3 separate regions of the Mus musculus genome follow, and regions 2 and 3 are each linked to region 1. A link is a contact called in public ChIA-PET and HiChIP or PLAC-seq data. All regions are on one chromosome and are shown on one strand. The core of a region is the stretch at or near the end of the contact, and the rest is flanking DNA. Distances in the headings are between cores, read along the strand shown. Region 1 holds the start of Luc7l (Luc7-like). Region 2 overlaps Rab40c (Rab40C, member RAS oncogene family). Region 3 holds the start of Pigq (phosphatidylinositol glycan anchor biosynthesis, class Q).

Region 1 (2,971 bases), core at 329-2,828:
GTTGGCACCTGGGAGTCACTTTTAACAAGACAATACCAAAGAAAGCAAAAAGGAATCAGGTTAGTCAATACACACTGTGAACTCCAACACATACTGTACCCATCTGCAATCTTCAAGAACTCAGCTGCAGAATTTTATGCCCGCTGTTGAAAAGTTTTAAAGGAAAAGTTTTCTTGCCCACACCTGCAGTAAGGAAGTCGGGGAATGATACATAAAAGTAAAGGCAAAGTGGTATGTGACAAATTCTAAGGCTATCTGTGTACAGGACACAGTGCTGTGTAATAGTCAGGGAGAATATACTTCAGGATTGGCAAGCATCCAGGATTAATGTCGTGTCTTTTTACTGAAAATGTTTTCTTTCTAAACTACACTTTTAAAGTTACTTGTGGGAAAAAAGCAAACACTTTTTTGTTATAACAGCTTAGAAATTGGTTGTGACTCACGGCTCGATGAACATGAGGCTTTTCTGCAACTCCCTTGCAGATTGATGTAGGCAGGCAAAGATACACTGAACCTTTATAAATAAAATAGAGGGGCCACAATTGTTCAGTTTGTATGAAATAAAAATATGGGAAGCAATTCAAAAGCAACTCAACATACAAAGAAAGCTAAAAGCACGTATTGACCTATGAAATGGTGCAAAGAATCTGCACAGCCCTGTGAAATGTGCCAGTGTGAAATTACAACTTTATTACTTTAGTAAAAATGAAAACACAAACCACAGCAGGGATCTAGCTTTGCTAGGATGCAACTGCTTTTTCCTGAGACACCACCATGATCTTGCACGCCTCCTTACTGAACCAACTACCTAATGAATGCCGAGAGGTGACTAAACCGAGGCTAATCTGTGAGGCAGGGGAATGAAGGGAGGGAAGACTAGAAAAGTACGCGGAGGGAACCCACGTTAGAAATGCTCATTTGCGGCTCCCCGTGTAACCGTATGGAGCAAGAACGCCCGGGTTTTCGAAACCCGTCCAGCTCCTTCGGGGATCGCCTCTCCTCCGAAGAGTATCAGAGAAATTCCGCCACCCGGCAGCCAGCACCCCGGAGCCCGCGCTGGTTCCAGCCCTTCGCCGACGCTCCAGTTTGCCCGGCGGCGCCGAGCCGCCGTGCCGACCAAGAGGAACTCGCATGACGGAAAACGAGAAGGGGACAGAGCCCCACCGTCGGATCGGACTCTCAGGAAGGAGGCAGCCCGGACCAGTAGAACGCGGCGGCTGCGAGAGACTCGCAGGCCAAGCAGATCAGACAAAGGCCCCGAGCCTGGGGTCAGCAAGCAGGGGAGAAAAATGGCGCCCCGCGCAGACGCACGCTGTCACGGCCCTCACCTCAGGCTTCCAGGCGGCCTCGCCTTGCTCCCACCCCGCCCAGAGCCTGGGCCACCGCTCAGACTCACCGTCCCGAGCCGTGCCCATGAGCTGGTCCAACAGGGCCCGCATCTGCGCCTGGGCGGACATGGTGGCCAGTGGGGACGGCCGAGAAGCTCCGCACAACTCGACCAGAGAAGCCGCAAACAGCGACGAGGAAAGACGCTCCTATCAGCCTGAAGCCCGCACGGCGCTTTCCGGCCGCGGGGAATGCTGGGAGGAAGTTCTTTGGCGTTGATGCAAGGCCTGTCGGGAAGTGTACAGGAGTCGCTGAGTGGAACGGTCGCAAATCGTTCTAAAGACTAGATCAACTAAGCTTGATTTTGGCCGGTCGTGGTATGCCTGTAATCCCCAGGATCAGGCTTGAGTAGTTCAAGGCCAGCGTCCTGGGTGTCAGGCTACCCTGTGGAAGCGTGGTCTTTGTGAGACTAAGATCCTACCTCCTGTTTTTTTTTTTTAAAAAAAAAAAAAAAAAGGGCTGGAGAGACGGCTCAGCGGTTAAAGGCACAAACTGCTCTTCCAGAGGTCCTGAGTTCAGTTCCCACCACCATCTGTAATGGGGTCTGATAACCACTTCAGCTGTGTCTGAAGATAGCTACAGTGTACTCATATAAATAAAATAAATAGATCTTTATTTTAAAAAAAGACTAGATTAAAAACTCCACCACTAATTTTTATCCTGGTTCCTGAAACATCAAATTCTCTGCTCTAATGAGACTTTAGTCAAACAAATAAATTAAACTTGAGGCAAAGGCCTTTAATCCCAGCGCTGGGGAAGGCAGAGGCAGGCACATCTCTGAGTTAGAGACTAGCCTGATGGTACAGAGCAAGCTGCAGGATTGCCAGAGTTACACAGGGAAAAGCTGTCTCAAAAAACAAAACAAGGGGGCTGGCGAGATGGCTCAGTGGTTAAGAGCGCCTACTGCTCTTCCAAAGGTCCAGATTAACGAAATCTGATGCCCTCTTCTGGAGTGTCTGAAGACAGCTACAGGGTACTTACATATAATAATAAATCTTTAAAAAAAAAAAAACCTAATGATAAGTGAATTTCTAGGTTATATCTCAGTTCTTTTTGTTTGTGTAATATAGTCTCATGTTGTCCATGCTGACCTTGAACTTATTATGAAACCAAAGATGACTTGCATTCCTGACCCTCCCACTTTCCCTTCCTTACCAAGTGCTGCAATTACAAAAATGTGCAAATGTGCTTGCCTCCATTTCTTCTGTTGGAGACAGAGTCATACACACACACACACAGAGGCCAGGTTGGACTTGAACTTGCTATCCCTCTGCTGCTCAGCCTCCAGACCATTGAGATTATCAGCACATGCCATTACACTTGGTCCATTTCTTCATTTACTCTCTATAAAACTATATTGCTTATTTCAGTGAAAGTTGAAATGCTAAGTCATATTAATTACATGCTTATTTATTTATTTATTTTGTTACTCCCCCCCCACCCGCGCTCGACTTCTTCCTCTTGCTCCAGCCCCTAGGTTCTTTATTATTTGTTTTCATTGTGGATGATTGTGAGCCACCATGTGGTTGCTGGGATTTAAACTCATGACCTCCAGAAGATCAGTCAGTGCTCTTAACTGCTGAGC
Region 2 (2,971 bases), core at 345-2,844, 360 kb after region 1:
GTAAAGATGCTTTCTAGGGTGAGGAGACAAAGCTTTCACTTCCCAACTTAAAAAAAAGAAAGGGAACTGCTGGAAGGCACTGATGCAAAGCCACTGCTGTGACCCCTGTGACCTCGAGCCCATGTCTGCCAGGCAGTACTTGTGCTCTCTGGCGGGAGAGCTGAAAGTCTGGCTCCATCTGTGGGTTAGTGTAATGCAGGTTCCCTGGTAGTTATGCAGCTCCACATAGCTAGACTGACTGACTGACTGACTTTCTTTCTTTCTTTGTTTCTCTTTCTTCCTTTCTTTCTTTCTTTCTTCCTTCCTTCCTTCCTTCCTTCCTTCCTTCCTTCCTTCCTTCCTTTCCTTCCTTCCTTCTTTCTTTCTTTCTTTCTTTCTTTTGGTTTTTCGAGACAGGGTTTCTCTGTGTAGCCCTGGCTGTCCTGGAACTCACTCTGTAGACCAGGCTGGCCTCGAACTCAGAAATCTGCCTGCCTCTGCCTCCCAAGTGTTGGGATTAAAAGCATATGCCACCATGCCCAGCGACTGTTTCTTTCTTTTTGAGAAAAAAGTTGGACATAGCTGGGCATATAGCTGGACCCATACTGTAGCTCAGGCTGCCTTTGGACTCACTGGAGATTGTGTACAAGCATGTGCCATCACACTGTTGTTTTGTTTTTGTTTTTTTTTTTAAGATGTATTTACTTTATATGAGTGCTCTATCTGCATGTATGCCTATGTGCCAGAACAGGCATCAGATCTCACAATAGATGGCTGTGAGCCACCATGTGGTTGCTGGGAATTGAACTCAGTACCTCTGGAAGAGCAGTCAGTGCTCTTAACCACTGAGCCAACTCTCCAGCCCCGTCACACTGGTTCTTGATAGCTGATTTCTGTTTTGTTTATTTTGCTTTTTTGAGACAGGGTCTCTCTGTGTAGTCGTGGTTGTTCTGGAATTATATAGACCAGGCTGGTCATGAACCTAGAGCTCTGCTTGCCTCTGTTTCCAGAATGCTGGGATTAAAGGTGTGTGCCACCATGCCCAGATCACTGACTTATTTTGAATAAAATTCCCACCCTTTTGGGGGAGGGGTACTAGAAATGAAACCGGCCTTGTATATGCAAATCGTGTGTTACTCCTGTGCTCTGCTCTGGGCTCCCATTATTTAAAACACTGCTGAATGTTTAAACCTAATGGAGAGGCTGATTCACTGGCTAGCTCATGGCTGTGTCTTATATTTCCTACCTGAACAAGGAACAGCTAGATGTTTATGGAGCAGGCCAGTGGCCACAGAGCAGGCCCTGCTCCCTCCACCTTCAGGGTCAGCTCCTCTCCAGGCCCTCCTGGTGCTAGGACTCCTGTAGGTGATTCATAAATGTACTTCATTCTAAAAGAAAGGTATGTTGACTAGGGGAGCCTGTGAGTGTCACACAGTCTGCTGGGTCAGTGGCAGGGACCACCTCAGACCCAACTGAGAACAGTGACAGGCTCATCAACATAGTTGATGACTGTTGGTGACAGGTGTTAGTGATTGAGGTCTCTCTGAAGGTTCTTCCCAGGCATCCATTGTTCTGTTGCAGCTTCTGCTCTCGGCAGGCCTGGGGCCACAGCACCATCTAGGGGTAGCTTGGTAGACAGGCAGTTGCTTTCCTGGGGATAGGACTGGGGAGTCTAGGTCATAGTCAAGGAAGGCTATGCTGCAGGTCCTGCTGATCTTTTCTCAGAGAAGCCAATCAAAAATCAGTATAAAGTGTGGTGGTGCGCATCTTTAACCCCAGCATTTGGGAAGTAGAGGCAGGCGGAGCTCTAATGAAAGATCTCTTTAGTCCAAGGACAACCTGGTCTACAGAGTGAGTTCCATCCAGAGCGACATAGTGAGGCCCTGCCTCGAATGAATGAATGAATCAATCAATCAATTAATTAATTAATCAATCAAATAAAAATAAAACCACTGCAATAGTGTCCTCACAAGCTCTGCTTGGAAGTTGCAGTTGAACTCCTTCCAGGGGAGCGTAGGGAAAGGTGGGGAAAGAGGCATAGCTGCTGTCAGTCCTGTGGGTGTGCGTGCAGTACCCGTACTGTATGTCATGGAAATAGAGGAGTCAGGGGCAGGAGGATTGCTACAAATTCAAGCCAGCTATGTAACAAGATCCAGGCCAGCTAGACTTCATAGAAAACCGTGTCTCAACTGGGCATTAGTGGTGCATGCCTGTAATGTCAGTGCTTGGGAGGCAGAAGCAGGTGGATCTCTGTGAGTTTGAGGACACCAGGTATACAGAGCAAATTATAGGACTGTCTCGAAAAACAAAAGAAAAAAAGAAAAAGAAAGAAACTGTCTCAGAAAAACATGTCTTGACCCTATTTATCAAATACACAGCTCAGAAGCACCTATCTATTTGTACATTGTGCAATCATTATTTTATGTCCCCCACACACACCTGGCAAAGTAGAAGGGTCCCTGTGTCTCTATATCTCACTGTCTGATTTGAATCTAGCCATCTAATCCAGCATGCGGTGCTTAGCACAGGGCTCTGATGTCCTTTCCTGATGGGCTACCAGTAGTACAGAACAGTTTCTTGTGCCTGTTACCATTACTATCTATGTCTTTTGCAGAGATACGGTTTTGTCCACTTTTTTTGTTTGTTTGTTTTTCGAGACAGGGTTTCTCTGTGTAGTCCTGGCTGTCCTGGATCTCACTCTGTAGACCAGGCTTGCCTCAAACTCAGAAATCTGCCCGCCTCTGCCTCCCAAGTGCTGGGATTAAAGGTGTGTGCCACCACCACCCGGCAGCTTTGTCCATTTTTGAATTCTGTTTTATTATTGAGTTAAAGGAGTTTTTTTGATAGAACTCTGTCCTAATAAGATGTGTAATTTGGCTGGGCGTGGTGGTGCACGCCTTTAATCCCAGCACTCGGGAGGCAGAGGCAGGCGGATTTCTGAGTTCGAGGCCAGCCTGGTCTACAGAGTGAGTTCCAGGACAGCCAGGACTAT
Region 3 (2,971 bases), core at 259-2,758, 310 kb after region 1:
GCCACCCATCTGTTTGCAGTTGGAGGGACTAAAGAGGCCCTTGGGTATGGCCTGTGCACCCCAGGGCCAACTAGTGGTGGCAGATGCAGGGGACAACTGCATCAAGTTGTACCAGTATCTGGGGGAGATGGCCTGAGGGGTAGGCTCTGGGGGAAATTGCCCCTTGCTAGGACTGGCCGGGCCTGAGTCCTTTGTACTATCATGGAAGGTTGGTAGGCTCCTTGGGGCCTGCTGAGCCGTCTTCCTGATACCTGGTCTTAGCTGGCTTTGTGATTTCCTCTTGGCAAGTGCCCCTGTCTACACAGAAACCATGAATCACCATTTCTTGATGAGGTTCTAAACTGGGCCATCTCCACTTCCCTATTAAGTATGCTCATAGGTTTTCATGCCCCTAAAACCCAAGGGCCACTCAGTCCCTGGCTCTGCTAGCTTGGGTCTCGGGAGGCCTGAGCTTTGAGGCAACACTTGAAGCTATAGATCCTGGGTGCTGAGGCTGTCTGCCAGCAGATAGCTAGGCAAGATCTCCTGCCAGGTGTCCAACCCCTACATCCTAATCAGAGGCAGGCAGGCAGGCAGGCAGGGAGGGTGTGGCTAGGCTGGGTTGGGCAGTTTAGGGGAAGGGTGTGGTCCCTTAGTGTTCCCCCCAGCTTCAAAAATATTCCCATTCTTGAGCCTCCAACAGCACTCTGGGCCCAACAGAGAGGTAAGGAGTAGGCAAATCAGAGGGGTAAGGCCAACATGTGTCCTGGTAGGGCACATAGCAAGGGCAGGTCCTCTACTGGACACTCCCTGTTTTGAAAGATACCTTCAGTTTTCCCTTCAATCCAGGTCCAAACCACTTTTGAGCACTTAGGTGGGGTGCTGGGACGGTTCTGGGTAGCACAGGTTCTTTCATACCCTTCCATTCAAGACAGGAAAACAGTAGCCTTTCCTCCCATGTTACAGATGAGATCTGGAAGGGGAGGGGTGTGTGTGTGTGTGTGTGTGTGTGTGTGTGTGTGTGTGTGTGTTTGAAGAGCTTACTCATTGAGAATCTGGTCTCACCCATGTTCTTCATGTGGGAAGAAGCAAGAAAAAGCTCCTTGCTTTTGCTCCTTTAGGGTGTGGGGTGGCACCCAGCCTGTCATCTGGACGTTGAGGTCAACACACATGTCACTCCTGCAGGCTAAATCAATATGCCCTGTTCATTATGTTGTGGGGGATTAATGGACAATGAAAGAAACTTTGCTTGTAAGTAGATGCTCAATAAACACTAGTTACTGCGTTGTTAGGGGTATTGCTTTCAGACTATGCGGCCCACACGGGTCTGCATGCACCCTACTCGCAATGGATAGAAACAGATGGAAGGGCCTGGGTTTAGGAGGCCAGGCGGTAAGAACAAAGCGGCTACCATGGTCCTCAAAGGCTGGATCCACCGGACCTTTCAGGATATTTACAGCGAGGGTAGCTTTGATGACAGGAGCCGCGCGCGCGGAACTCTCGGGCTCAGGCGATGGACAGCCCGGGCATGTTTGGGGACCGGACCGTCGCGCGACAACGCCGCGGAGCCGGCGGAAATGGTGCTGATGTCCCGCGGCGGGCCTGGGAGCCGCAAGCACGGTCGTCCTCCCGGGCCCGCCGAACGCAGTGCCCAACCCAGTTCCTTCCCTACCGCTCGGGGACGCGGCCCCGGGGACCAGCTGGTGAGCACTAGCGGGTGGCGGGGCCGGGAGAGGAAGAGGAGGAAATCCCGAGGTAGCGCAGGCCTCTTGGTCCTAAAGACTCTGAGATGGGAAACCTGAGGCCGGGATAGAGGGAGAGGCGGCCACCCACGCAGCTGACCTCCAGGCTCAGCGGCACCCGTTGTGGGTCTGGGCCTGCTCTCCGGAACTTGAGGGCACCGAGAGGCCCCTCCTCCCCTCCAGGCCGGGAACTGGCTGGAAGATTCCTGGGGCACTGGCTGAGAGGCTCATATTTATCCACTCCAGTAAAGATCAGAAACAGATTACCCCCTCCTTTTGAAATGAAAAAGGAAAGCATTTACAGAGGCGGAAAATGTGTTTCTGTGCAGGTTCTCTTTTAGGCTAGGTTGGCCTCAAAATCCTAGTGTAGCAAAGGATGACCTTGAATTTTTGATTGTCCTTTGGCCACCTCCTGATTACAGATATGCACTGCTACTACTGGTCTATGAGGTTCTGGGGACTCAACACAGGGTCTGGTGCAGGCTAGGTAGGCTCCATACCAACTGACTACATCCCTAGTCAGAAAAGTGGTTTTGTTGTTGTTGTTGTTGTTTGAACGTGGGGTAAATATGAACCCTCTCAAAGATTCACAAAGTAATGTTTCAGCTATGATGTGTCCCAGGTCTCTCTTAACTGGGCTGGCCATCCCTCAAGCCTGTTCCTTGCAGGGGAAGTAAGCAGTAGCTCTGCTGCTGAAGTCTGACTTGGAGTTCTGTGAAGAGACTTCCTGGGGCCTCTTATTTAACCCTCCTGGGAATGGGCTGTCGGGGAGGGAACTGACTCCTTCTTAGCAAAGGTAGCTTTTCCAGGCTTGGGCTGTTCTTTTAATCAGCATCTTTAAAGGCCTTCACGCATCCCAGGTTTTTGCCTTCTCGCTCCAGCCTCTCACCTCTTGTATCGATCGCCTGCTCTTTCATCATCATTTTCTGCTGCTGGGATCCCAGCAGCCCAGTGTAAGCACACTCCTTCTTACACTTCAGTGCATCCGGAGGCTGAGATGGGAGTGAGGGTGGGGATTTGCCTCAACTTGAGTTCTCTCAGTACCCCACAGATCAGAGCTCCAACCTCTCTCTGCCTTGCACCTTCTTTCCTTTGACCCGAGCTTTTTTGCTTTAAGGTAAACTGTAAATGAAGCATACTCCACAAGGAGGATGTGCATAGACACAGTGTGTATATAGCACAGTGGATTCACGAGTTGTGAGCAGACTCCAAACCAACCTTTGAAACATCTGTTTATAATTAGATCAAGG

What was found. ChIA-PET counts read pairs in DNA pulled down with a chosen protein or histone mark. HiChIP or PLAC-seq counts read pairs in DNA pulled down with a chosen protein or histone mark.
Region 2: an H3K27ac HiChIP or PLAC-seq map of epiblast stem cells shows a contact between it and region 1, with 2.3 times the contacts expected there. The contact joins the enhancer-like site here to the promoter of Luc7l in region 1. A contact is called at or near these places in 5 of 39 promoter capture datasets (the C10 cell line, the HPC-7 cell line, cranial neural crest and 2 more), 7 of 115 datasets of contacts at active chromatin or transcription factors (bone marrow-derived macrophages, cardiomyocytes, embryonic forebrain and 3 more) and 2 of 9 other capture datasets (adipose tissue and pancreatic islet).
Region 3: a contact with region 1 is called in an RNA polymerase II ChIA-PET map of memory CD8 T cells, with 11 read pairs. The contact joins the promoter of Pigq here to the promoter of Luc7l in region 1. A contact is called at or near these places in 1 of 39 promoter capture datasets (neural stem cells), 2 of 115 datasets of contacts at active chromatin or transcription factors (memory CD8 T cells and pancreatic cancer cells) and 2 of 9 other capture datasets (adipose tissue and liver).

Annotation. Positions count from the first base shown.
Region 1 is chr17:26,251,517-26,254,487 of GRCm38.p6, reverse strand. It overlaps Luc7l (Luc7-like), which reads right to left and starts at 1,578. Exons shown (of 10, transcript NM_028190.3): 1 at 1,397-1,578. The coding sequence starts at 1,457.
Region 2 is chr17:25,892,759-25,895,729 of GRCm38.p6, reverse strand. The region is part of intron 2 of Rab40c (Rab40C, member RAS oncogene family); the gene reads left to right. Among named protein-coding and RNA genes, the nearest start is that of Wfikkn1, 13 kb to the right of the region's middle. Within about 2 kb of position 1,594, at least 32 of the 459 cell types and tissues checked have an H3K27ac peak or open chromatin away from gene starts, as enhancers often do. A contact at or near this core is called in bone marrow-derived macrophages and epiblast stem cells, where this site is marked.
Region 3 is chr17:25,940,526-25,943,496 of GRCm38.p6, reverse strand. Pigq (phosphatidylinositol glycan anchor biosynthesis, class Q) reads left to right here and starts at 1,508. Exons shown (of 11, transcript NM_011822.4): 1 at 1,508-1,682. It overlaps Nhlrc4 (NHL repeat containing 4), which reads left to right. Exons shown (of 2, transcript NM_001039038.2): 2 at 1-1,264. The coding sequence ends at 136.